Linked DNA regions of Mus musculus: regions 1 and 3 are each linked to region 2. A link is a contact called in public HiChIP or PLAC-seq and promoter capture Hi-C data. All regions are on one chromosome and are shown on one strand. Each heading gives the region's core, a stretch centred on a gene start, on an enhancer-like site or on the middle of the called end of the contact. The rest is flanking DNA. Distances are from core to core; before and after follow the strand shown.

Region 1 (3,387 bases), core at 374-2,873, 510 kb before region 2:
TCCATGTCCTCAGGGTCTCCAACGGTCCTGTGGCTGCTGATAAAAGGCAGGTGCAAAGCAAGAAGTCCACCCTTTCCTCGACTCCAGCAATTCTGGGGCAGCCGTGGGGGTGGAGGTAGGGCCCAGGGCAGCCTTGCTCTGGAATTGACCGAGGGTTCCAGTGTAACCGTATCTTCTGCAGAGGTTCGGTCTCTGTGGTCCTGCTGGGTTCAAGGGGCATCATCTCTGACAATGGGGCCTGAAGCTGGGCCTCTCTTGAGGGCCATCAGCTCCCACTCCTGACTGAGAAGAGTGGGGATCAGGCTTCATGGACATGGCTGGAGTTCACAGGATGATGCTAGAGTTGTAGCCTTCACCATGGCTATGAGCCTGCTCATCAGCCCCGTGTCCAGCAGACCCCAGAGACCCCTGAGTTTTCATGCTTTCTGCAGCTTAAGGACTTTTAGTCTCTACACTCTGTCCACAAGACACCTTTGCAGGAAAGGATGTGCATGCCCATTCCATGACTCAGGTCTTCCCAACCGTATGGTCCTGTGTGTCCCAGGCAGAAAGCAGGGTCCAGCTCAACTTGGAGGACCAGATTTTCGTATATGGCATGAGCTGAGACATAGGTATCCAAGGCTTTGTAAATGTCTGTGAGTTTTCTGGACCTCCTTCCCCATCCAAGACATGGGCATGGCGTGGGCGTGGTGTGGCCGAGTGGGCGTGTGTGTGTGTGTGTGTGTGTGTGTGTGTGTGTGTGTGGTTTCTGTTGCTGCAGACATGTTACTGTGGTCCACACCAGGCCTCAATGGCATACCCCAGAGGAAGGAATAAATAAATGTTCCCTTAGCGTGAGTCAGGACCTAGACTCTCTCTAAGGTAATGCTGGTCTCAAAGAGTCTGCTTAAACTGATCTTACAAGCATAATTATCCTGAATAAAGAGAGTGGGCTTAGTCAAGTGAACGGACTGTTTTCATGGGGAACATGGAAACTGAGCCCTTGCGTGCTGAAAAGAGAGGTAACACAGGTGCCGACGCCGGGAGGCCTGGACCAGAGAAGCCTTAGAGGCAGCTGTAGGGATGGTGGGAATAGACTGTAGAGATCGGACTCCCTAGCAGCTACTTTCTAGGTGCTTCACTTGCCAGTGTTGTAACTTAATGACCCTGGGCAGCAGAGCTAGGGTCCTGGACTAGTCTGGAGAGAGCGTCCCCGGGGAGTCCCTTGTTCCCTCGCCCAGCCAGGATGCCCTGCTGAAGGCCCTCACCTGCTAATGCCTGTGGCCTTGGCTACACCATGCCTGGTAGGTTGGGTCACTGCAGTCAGTGCTGAGGCCTTTCCTGATCCTCTGGCTCTGCAGGAGTCAGGGACATCAGGTTCCTCAGCCAGCTCAGGACACCTGCCTAACCTCCCTAGCTGGCCAGGTCATGCCTTATGCTGCTTAGATGCCCCAGGGTCTGTGGGGGGGTCTCCAAGCTTGTCCTCAGGGACAGGAGGAAAGTAGACTAGGCTAGACCCCCCTGCCCCCCACCCCGCCCCCGTGCGTCCTGCACTTTCCATTAAAGAAGGAGCTGACTCCCTCCCCATCTGTTTCTTCTTCAGATAAAATCTATTTTCGGACAGAAGTATGTGCTCTGCTTTGCCACATGCCTCCCCAGTGCTCCTCTGTGGGTGGCTGCAGCTGTGGCCCAGTGCTTCTCTGCAGCATCTCAGAGTTAGGTTGGAGGGTGGGGGTGGGGGACAACGTCAGACCCGTAACCCCCTCCTGCTCCAGGGGCCTGAGGGCATTCGTATGTAAAAGCTGTGAGTTCTGTAGGTAGAAGTGTTCAGGCCCAGGGCCCCACCCTATCTTCCACTTGCCCTGGAACCTTGGGGACTCTCAGGGCTTTGCTGGCTGTCAGAGAGGTCTTAACTGCCTGGGCTGGGAGTTACCTCACAGGGCTCTCCCCAGGGCAGTGTTCAGACCCCTGAGACTTAGCTCAAACACTCAAGGACTCCTTCCCCCTATCTCCTGCCTCACTTCTCATTTGGGCGTTTTCATACTTCGTATTTTCATATCAGTGGGGGCTGGGGTGGTGGGGCCCGAGGGGCCGTCCTATCCCTAGTGACTTGGGAGTGACTTTAGGGGAAGTCACATAGACTTGAGTCTGGGTGGGGAAGGCCATCTTGCCTGTCTGAGGCCAGGGCAGCAGGAGGCAGGACTCTGGGATCATATACAGGGTGGTGTGGAGAATGCATCCAATATCAAATGCATGAATGCATCTAAGTAAGTACACAGCAAGCATAAGTAAAGACCAGGCAGGAAGTAGTGGATGGATAGAAGCGGCTGATAGACAAAAACAAAACAAAAAACAAAAAACCACCATCAAACCGGGGCATCCACAACACCCAGATGACTGGGGAAGCCATGCTGGAGCAACCTTGCTAGAATTCTTGGTCAAAAGTTCAGCAGAGCAGCTTGTCCGTGAACGGGCTTCCTAGGGAACAAGTGAACAGCAGTAAATAGATAACGTTGCCCAGCAGACACTGACAGGGAGGTTGAGGCAGTCGGTGGGAGTTCCCTGCTGAGCTTTCTCTCCATGGCTGAACTCCCAGCTTCCAGTTTCCATGTCTGACACTCTGTATATCATAGACAATAGTAACCTCTGTTGCAAATGGTTTTCCTTCTAAGCTGTTCTTAAGAACACAGTGTTTCTATTCTCAGGCCGTTTCCCATCTCGGGTTGGCTGGGAGGACGTTTGACACAAGCATGCTTGGGTCTGAAGTAGGAACATCTCAGTGAACTCAAACAGCATGTGGGCTTGCCAGAGATTCTGAACACAGGCATCTCAGTGCCAACGTCTCCATGAACTCAAACAGCATGCAGCAATTTATCAATACAATGTTCTTTCCTGGGTGTTAGAGAGCAGGACTCTGGTGGATGTGGCCAGAAGGTCACTTGCTTTTGTCCACACAGCCACTCCCCCAGGCAGTACTGTCCTCATTCCATCTGTAGCCAACAGCACTAGCGCACACCAGACCCCCTTAGCCCTCTGAGCAGCTTGGCCTCAAAGCAACTTGGTTGTGTCAAATGGCTCAAGGCACATTTTTAACTTGGACTTGGGCACAGAAAGAGAAAACATAGGGATGCATCTATGATAGAAGGGGAAAAAAAAAAACTGTCTGTGCTGAGCCAAACTCTTGTCTCCTTAGCGTGTCACATTTCCCCTGAGGGTGTGTCTCTGCAGGTCATCAGCCAAAGGGGCCTCAGGCTTGGAGGCAGGAAGGGTTCATCCCAAGGGACAAAAGTGAAAAGCCAGGAGCCGAGTCCCCAGCGCACCCAAGGGCAACTGCTTGTTCAGCGCTCCCTGGCCTGCCTCCTCCATGAGAGCTGGATGGGCTCCAGGCAAGGTACTTCTGAAGGGTAG
Region 2 (3,613 bases), core at 681-3,180:
GGAGGTGGCACTTTGGCCTCCTTGGAGATGCTAATGCTATTCAGGAATGCTTCCTTGATGATCCTGGTGTTGTTGGGCAGGTTGAGGTCCTTGGGCCTCTCCACCATTGCTCAGGCCTGAGCTTTCTCCATCTCAGGCCTCCTCTTCACAGTTCTAGTGTCTGGACTTCCCACGTTGCTAAGATCTCAGGAAATTTGTTCTCAATGCTGATTTTTTTTTTTTAAAGAAAAAAAAACAACAAATTACAGGGTAGCTGACAAAGTTCTGTGTTCTGTTTGACAATATTGCATGACTATATATATGGCTAATTATGTGAGTTCCCACCAAAGACAAATTCAAGAGAAATCTAATTTTTATTAAAAATTCTGTCCCTAACATGCCTGGTGATAAGTTAATTACCTTCCATGGCACAAAAACAAACAACAAAGTGTCCTATGTCATATTTTTTTTTCTTAAAATGGAAGAAAAAATAAACAGGCCCAGAGAGACAAGTTTCAATGTGAGAGTAGACTGGATTCAGCCAACCATGGCCTCAAGTTCACAAAACCAAAGGGTGAAACTGACTGTGGGTACTGTTAAATGCCCACTATGTGATTCTGAAAACCATCCATATTTGATGCAGACATTGGAAAAAGTACTTATAGCAGGTGTAGTTTCAAAAGCCTTGGCCTCGTTGTTTGGTCTTGGAGCCCAGGACAAGGGACTGAGGTGCATATTTTACACATCAAAGCAGACCTGGTCTCCAGGTTCTCCCAGCATCCCTCAGTCCCTACCTGACATACCCTGCCCCCAACCCTGAACTTCCCAGCCCAAGGGCTGGCTGCCCTTCCCAGAGGCTTTTCCCTATATAATCCAGACAGTTTGGTCTACTCTCTCTTCTCCCCCCCACTTCTCTCTCTTTCTCTTCTTCCTCCTTCACTCATCTCCCTATGCTGACCTCCCTGGCCTCTGGCCAATGGGGCCAGTGAACTCACCCAAGAGTAGTTTTCCAATAAACCCACCTTTGATATATTCTAATCTGGCTTGGATTGGCTCATTTCACTGGTGGAGACATAGTTTATTAGTGGTGGTCTTTGAAGATGCTTCAGTGCTGAATCAGGGTCCTGTAGGCTGAACATCCTAACTCAGGCAGGGATGGGGAGTGGTCGGTCATTCAACAGTGAGAGAGTTCACTCTCAGCACCACCTGGCCAGCTTCGCAGGTTCCAGAGGGCAGCTCAGCAGATGGACAAGGGAGGATCTTAGCCCCAGGAGCAAGGCTGTGAATGGAGACTCAGACCTCACAGTGACCGAGGAGGCAGAGCCTAGGAAGGACAGGCTAAGGCTGGGGGAAGCAAGTGTGCTCTGTGTCCTGTGTCAGGGCCAGTTGTTATAGCCCTGGCCTTGGAGCTGAGCACACGGGAGGAGACACCTTCAGAGAGCCCTGTAAAAGTAATTTTAGGCGGCTTTCTTTCCCCTTGCTCCTAAACAACTGCTGAGTGTTTCTATGCCCACTCTAGCCCACGTTAGCTCCCAAATGAACAACACTGAGACCTAATAGATTTATTAACAAGCTGGCAGCCCTAACTGGGCAGATGTTCATTTATTCTAACCCTACAAGGTCCCAGCCTCATGGTCCTTGAGCTGTAATCCGAGTCTTGCTCAGACTTGTTCTACTCCATGTGTCCCCTCATGGTGACTCCCCCTGGTCCCTCCACCTGGTCCCTCCACATCTTCTCTCCCTCAGTTCCCTCACTTGGGACCCCCATCACTAGGATCAGATATTCTGCCTTCCGTCTTCCCTCTGCCCAGTTATCAGCTGAATCAGCTCTTTATTAACCAATCAGAGGTGAGGGAAAACAATTTTTACATAACAGTGAGACCGGAGATGCTTGACTGGGACCAGATGTCTGGGCATAGAAATCAGCATCTGAATACACAGTGCACACAACCATCCCCCAGCAGAGCCCAAATGGCAGGACTAGCCTCACAGGATACTTCCTTAAGCTACGGTCATCAGCTCGTGAGGCTAAGGGGTGGTGGCCAGTCAGAGTCCAGAGCTGGACCCAAAGTCATGCCACTGGCCTCCTGGATGTCCCCTCAGCCAAATGCATGTCAGCTGTGGCCTTCACCCTACTGCCGTCTTTGCAGGGTACCCTGGGCTCTAAGGTCCTGTTAGGTCACAGAGAGCTGTCCTCTGTCCTCCCAGCTTCTGTGCAGGACAGGAGGGCAAGAAGGCACGTGACTCACATCAGTGGCTCTAGCAAGGTCTAGTGTAGTAAAAACAGTTTTAAAAATCCCTGCGCTGGTTTATTTTTTCTCTCCCATTTTTGACCATATATGTTTCCAGATGAAAGGCATATAGAGCCTTATATTTTTAAATATCCCTTAGGCAGCACAATAGCTGGGCAACTGCCTCCCCTCCATGCTGTTAGAATCCCCTTCCCTTCTGATAACTCCGGTTACTGCTTACTAACTTCTATGCTCTGTCTGGGCTGCTCTTAACTCTAATTTGGCCAGCCCACACGTCCATGTTTGTACGGCTCAGCAACCCCACTGTGGCTCTCCTCCCTCCTGCATATTCTTCTTCTTCCATGGCGGCTCCTTTCTTTCTCCTCCTTCCTTTCCTCCTCCCTTCCTCGGGCTCTCAAGCCGGGGAAACCTAAACCTCGCCTATGCCTCTTCTCTTCGGCTATTGGCTGCTGCTGGCATCTTTATTTAACAATCAGAATTAACTGGGGCAGGGTCCCTCGGTGTCTTTTTTTTTTTTTTTTTTTTTTTTTTTTTGGAGACAGGGTTTCTCTGTGTAGCCCTGGCTGTCCTGGAACTCACTCTGTAGACCAGACTGGCCTCGAACTCAGAAATCCGCCTGCCTCTGCCTCCCTAATTCTGGGATTAAAGGCATGTGCCACCACCGCCCGGCCCTCAGTGTCTTAGGTGCAGACTTTCTTGTCTTTGGGGCAGTTTTGGGGGGCCCAAATTAGCATTAGAATATAAGCAACATAGGGCCAACCCACTACATTTCCACCCCTATTTGTCCAATTAAAAAGGCCCTTGAGCCAGGTGGTGGTGGCGCACACCTTTAATCCCAGCACTCGGGAGGCAGAGGCAGGCAGATTTCTGAGTTCGAGGCCAGTCTGGTCTACAGCGTGAGTTCCTGGACAGCCAGGGCTATACAGAGAAACCCTGTCTCGAAAAAGCCAAAAAAAAAAAAAAAAAAAAAAAAAAAAAAGCCCTTGAACAGTCAGTCTAGTAGGAACCCTTTAATGAAGTCTTACATCTGGGGTGCAAACGAGGCAACAGACAGGCTAGGAGCCTGGAACCCAATGGTGGACCTAGGACACCTGCTGGCTCTGTTGATGAAGCCCTCTCGGTCCGGTCCCCTTCCATCTTGGTAACAGCAGGAAGTGACACCCAGGTGGTTCCGGTCCGGTCCCCTTCCATCTTGGTAACAGCAGGAAGTGACACCCAGGTGGTTCCGGCGTAGGAGAGAGGGAGGGGGTCCAAGACATCTGAGGTTCTAGGCCTCTTCTTCTCCCTCTCTTCCTCTGTGCATTGCCCAATCCCCAGCCTCAAGCGAGCACTCCTGCTGCTGGGAGGGATGCTAAGACTTGAGACCTCCTCAGGCTTCAAAC
Region 3 (3,783 bases), core at 1,011-3,510, 890 kb before region 2:
CCAGCCTGCCTTCCAGAAATACCCGGTTCATGTAGGCTGAGGGCCGGCTTACTCCACCCAGCACCAGCTCACCACTGCGTGTCAGTCCAACTCCAGGCTATCTAATCCCTCTTCTGTCCTCTGAAGACACCAGCACACACATGGTGCTCCCAGCACGCACGCACGCGCGCGCGCGCACGCACACACACACACACACACACACACACACACACACACACACACACACACACACACACACACTTTAAATAAATATAAAAATAATTCTGCCAGCTGTGGTTGTATACTTTCCCAGCACCTGGGAAGCTACTGCAGGTGGATCTCAATGAGTTAAGGCAAGACTCATTTACATATCAGCTCTGGGCCAGCCAAGGGCTAGTAAGATCTTGTCTCCATTTGCCCTACCCCACCCCCAAACCCCTTTTAAAAAGTATTCACTTCCTATTCCTCCTGAGATAGAATAGAAAGGCAAATCATGGAGGTATGAGGAGGAAGAGGAGCCCTTTACCTTTACTGAGGAATTTGGTTGAAGCCTCTTGCCAACAGAGAAGCAGGAATTCCAGCACAATTAACTGCTTAAAGCTTTCCTCCCTCCGCACTTATGCACCTGCAATTTTCCAGGACTCTCACTAGAAACTTTTACAGGAAATGGACATGCACAAAACTCATGCAATCAGTGGCTCCTGGCTTTATCAGATTATAATTCCATCCAAGGTATGTCTGAAGCCACCCCATAATCTCATAGACACACACACAAACACGAGAGAGAGAGAGAGAGAGAGAGAGAGAGAGAGAGAGAGAGAGAGAGAGAGAGAGTGTTAGTTTCTGAGTACTCTTGAGATCTAAGTTGAGAGCCATCAAAATGGTGTATATAGTAGCTAGTGCTAAGGATTGTGACTCCCTTGAGGAGCTATACTTGGGTGTGTCTTCCATAGTACCTCTCTTCTAAGTCTTTAGGTTAAAGTCTAATGTTAAAGTATTTTAAATAAAACCTCAACATTGCTTCCATTAGTCTTAACAAATTTTTTTTTTCCCGAGCCAAAGCAGTAAGTCCAGTTTTGCTTGAGTTTTGGTCTCAACGAAGTTCTCAGGCTAGGGTGACAGCCTGGAGTTTTATCTCTGTCCCCTCACCCGTGACACTCCCTTTTCTGGAAGCAAACTGACACCTACTATTCCACTCTGTTTCCGAAGCTGATTCCTTTAGTGACCTATGTGTGGAAGAGTGCATTATTTGTTCGTTATTGCTGGCTTATTTCACTGAGCAGAGATCCTCCAGGGTTGGCCATGTTGTAACCTGGGGCAGAGGCTTTTTAAAGGATATATGGATGGCCACGACACCACATTTTGATGCGCATTTGGGTGGTTTTACCCTTGAGGTATCCCAGCCAGGGATGTGCAGCCGTGGAGCAGAGCCATAAGGCTGAGCCACCTCTGGCTCTTTGCCTTGCAGCGTCATTGGTGTCACCTGTCCCTCGTGCCAACGGTGTTATCAAGACCAAACACCACTGCAGGAATCTCCCCGCTCCCCTCAAAACCCTCAGAGCCCGTGGCTCTGTTCCAGGATGCCTCACACAGCTCCACAGACCTGTGCAACTGAGCCAGTCTGGGCACGAGGATTTGTTGGGCACCTATAGTCGCTAGCTCCCAGCTGGTGTGCCATGACCACACAAAGATGCAGACAAGTCACAGCCGCGGTGTTGGAGACTGTGGCCTTGCCTCCATCTCACAGGACAGCGGGGCGCTTCTGTCTCCTTAAGGCGCGGTCTCCCCCCGGTCCACTGGGGTCCTCCCCCTGCAAGGTACCTTCCCTAAGTTGTGTAGAGGAGAATGAAAGGACCCGACAGCGTCCATGCTTAAGAACTGTTCGTAACGCAACGCACACAGTGTGACCGATGTAAAATCGGGAGTGCTTGAGGGAAAGCCACTCTGTCAACACGCCTTGACCAAGTTACAGACACTATTGGCTCCATGGAGACATTCTGGGCTGCCTTCGTCTAACACAACTTTGCAAGTCACCGACTCGGAAGGCACCGTTTGGAGTCTCGTAGAAAGGACAGCAGCGCAGCCCCACGTCACTCAACACCCTTCAGCCGCTGCGATAGCGGACCACAGTCCACTGGGCCGTAACGGTCCCGCCCACGTCCCGCCCTCCAGTGGGCGGGAACAGAATCGACCAACCAGGAGTTCCTGAGGCATGCAAATAAGCCTCCGCCCCCAGAGGAAAGGCGTTTCCCCAGAAGCTGCTGCTGTTGCCTCGGGAGACGCAGTTTGGTCAACCCCGCTAATCAGCAATCAAGTCCGTTAGCCAGGCCGGAAGTGGAGACCCCAGCACCCTCCGTCCGGAGCAGGAAGTACGAAAAGGAGGCTCATACTCCCCGGAAGCCGAGCCCTGGACACGCCCACCTGCCGGAAACGCCGGCGGTGCTTCTCTGACAGCGTTGCTCTCTGACAGGATTGCTGCGGAGGTGGACAGGCGGCGGGGTCAGGGCGGAGGCTGAGGACCAAGTAGGCATGGCGGAGGGCGGGACCGGCCCCGATGGACGGGCCGGCCCGGGACCCGCAGGTAACGTGCGCGGCTAGGGGTAGTAGGGAGCGGGGTTGCGTCTTGGGGTCAGAGTGTCCCTTGGGCGTCCGGGACTCGGGTCCTCGGTCCTCGCAGGCCAGATCCGAGGAATCGCGCCCGGGGTCAGTAAGTGTGGACGTTAGGCTCCGCGCGGCCCTAGGCGCGCGCCCCCGCTCCTGCCTGGCCTCTCGTGGACATCCCTCCCACGGAGGTTTCTTTCTGGTGGAGCTAGCCTTGTAACTGCCACCCTGTTAGCCCATCCCCGTCAGCGATGACCCTGGCTGGACCATGGGGTTCGGATCTTCTTCCAGGTATGAGCTCACTGGTCAGTAAGGGCCCTCAGAGGTCAGCCTTCGTGCGGACAGGTTCCCTTTCCCCATCCCGCCAGCCAGTCAGCGCAGTAGCTACTGGACAAACGTCCTCCGCCCCACCTCCACCCACCTTAACGACAGTGCTGTCCCCAGAGAGCTTGCTAGTGCCACAACTCTTACAGGGGCGCTTGACCCACCTGCAGAAAAAGGGTGACACTTGCCACCTGCCTTAAAGCTGCTCCACTTTGCAGTGCTGCTACAATGGAACTAACAATTCCCAGGAGAGTTTCCTGGTACGGCGTCCACCTTGGGGTCTTTCTGAACCTGCTGGTAGGTGTTTGGTAGGTGTGCTTCTGCACCCATCTCTGATTTTAGAGTTCACTGAGCTCTCTTCTGTATGCAGAAAATCTGAGAAAGCCACAATGTTGGTACAGTCTCTTGTCATTCCTCCCTCCATCAATTCAACAAACTTTGTGGATGATGTCCTATTGGCCTGACTCACCTGGGGCTATCGGGGTGACATGAAAAAGCAAGGCAAGGCCTCTACCACCAAGAGCTTTGGTTGTCATTGAATTTGATCTCAGGGACAGACAAGATCTTTGAGTGGATTGACCTGTCATGCAGGAATGAGAAATGGGAGAGAGGTGGTTGGTCAAAGGGTAGCTATTTCTTAAGGTACAGAATAGTCCTGTGGAAGAAAAAGTGGTTTTGCACCCCACCCCGACCCCAGTGTTGTTTTAGTGTCTGTTCTGTTTGTGTGTTTCCAGCTTGGGTAGAGGCACAGGTCTTCAGTGGGTAGTTGGATTAGATGATCAGAGAAGTCCGAAATTGAAATGGCTTTCGGCTCTAGAACTGGAGGAGATTCTGAAGGTCTGTTGGCCTGGGCTGGGAGTGTAGAGGAGAGGTGAGCTA

The links. Promoter capture Hi-C pulls out the DNA fragments that hold promoters and counts their contacts. HiChIP or PLAC-seq counts read pairs in DNA pulled down with a chosen protein or histone mark.
Region 1: an H3K27ac HiChIP or PLAC-seq map of embryonic stem cells shows a contact between it and region 2, with 3 times the contacts expected there. The contact joins two enhancer-like sites. A contact is called at or near these places in 2 of 15 datasets of contacts at CTCF or cohesin (pro-B cells and stem cell-derived epiblast-like cells), 16 of 484 Hi-C or Micro-C datasets (CD4 T cells, CD8 T cells, the G1E-ER4 cell line and 7 more), 12 of 115 datasets of contacts at active chromatin or transcription factors (astrocytes, embryonic stem cells, epiblast stem cells and 1 more) and 1 of 9 other capture datasets (embryonic stem cells).
Region 3: a contact with region 2 is called in a promoter capture Hi-C map of embryonic stem cells, with 5 times the contacts expected there. The contact joins the promoter of Asb1 here to the enhancer-like site in region 2. A contact is called at or near these places in 5 of 39 promoter capture datasets (the C10 cell line, cranial neural crest, embryonic stem cells and 2 more), 4 of 484 Hi-C or Micro-C datasets (the N1E-115 cell line and embryonic stem cells), 10 of 115 datasets of contacts at active chromatin or transcription factors (embryonic forebrain, embryonic hindbrain, embryonic stem cells and 5 more) and 1 of 9 other capture datasets (embryonic stem cells).

The regions. Positions count from the first base shown.
Region 1 is chr1:91,918,613-91,921,999 of GRCm38.p6, forward strand. No RefSeq gene overlaps it. Among named protein-coding and RNA genes, the nearest start is that of Gm46242, 41 kb to the left of the region's middle. Within about 2 kb of position 1,624, at least 35 of the 459 cell types and tissues checked have an H3K27ac peak or open chromatin away from gene starts, as enhancers often do. A contact at or near this core is called in embryonic stem cells, where this site is marked.
Region 2 is chr1:92,430,426-92,434,038 of GRCm38.p6, forward strand. It overlaps the pseudogene Gm7837. Among named protein-coding and RNA genes, the nearest start is that of Mir6900, 32 kb to the right of the region's middle. Within about 2 kb of position 1,931, at least 23 of the 459 cell types and tissues checked have an H3K27ac peak or open chromatin away from gene starts, as enhancers often do. A contact at or near this core is called in embryonic stem cells, epiblast stem cells and hippocampal neurons, where this site is marked.
Region 3 is chr1:91,538,305-91,542,087 of GRCm38.p6, forward strand. It overlaps Asb1 (ankyrin repeat and SOCS box-containing 1), which reads left to right and starts at 2,261. Exons shown (of 5, transcript NM_001039126.2): 1 at 2,261-2,560. The coding sequence starts at 2,509.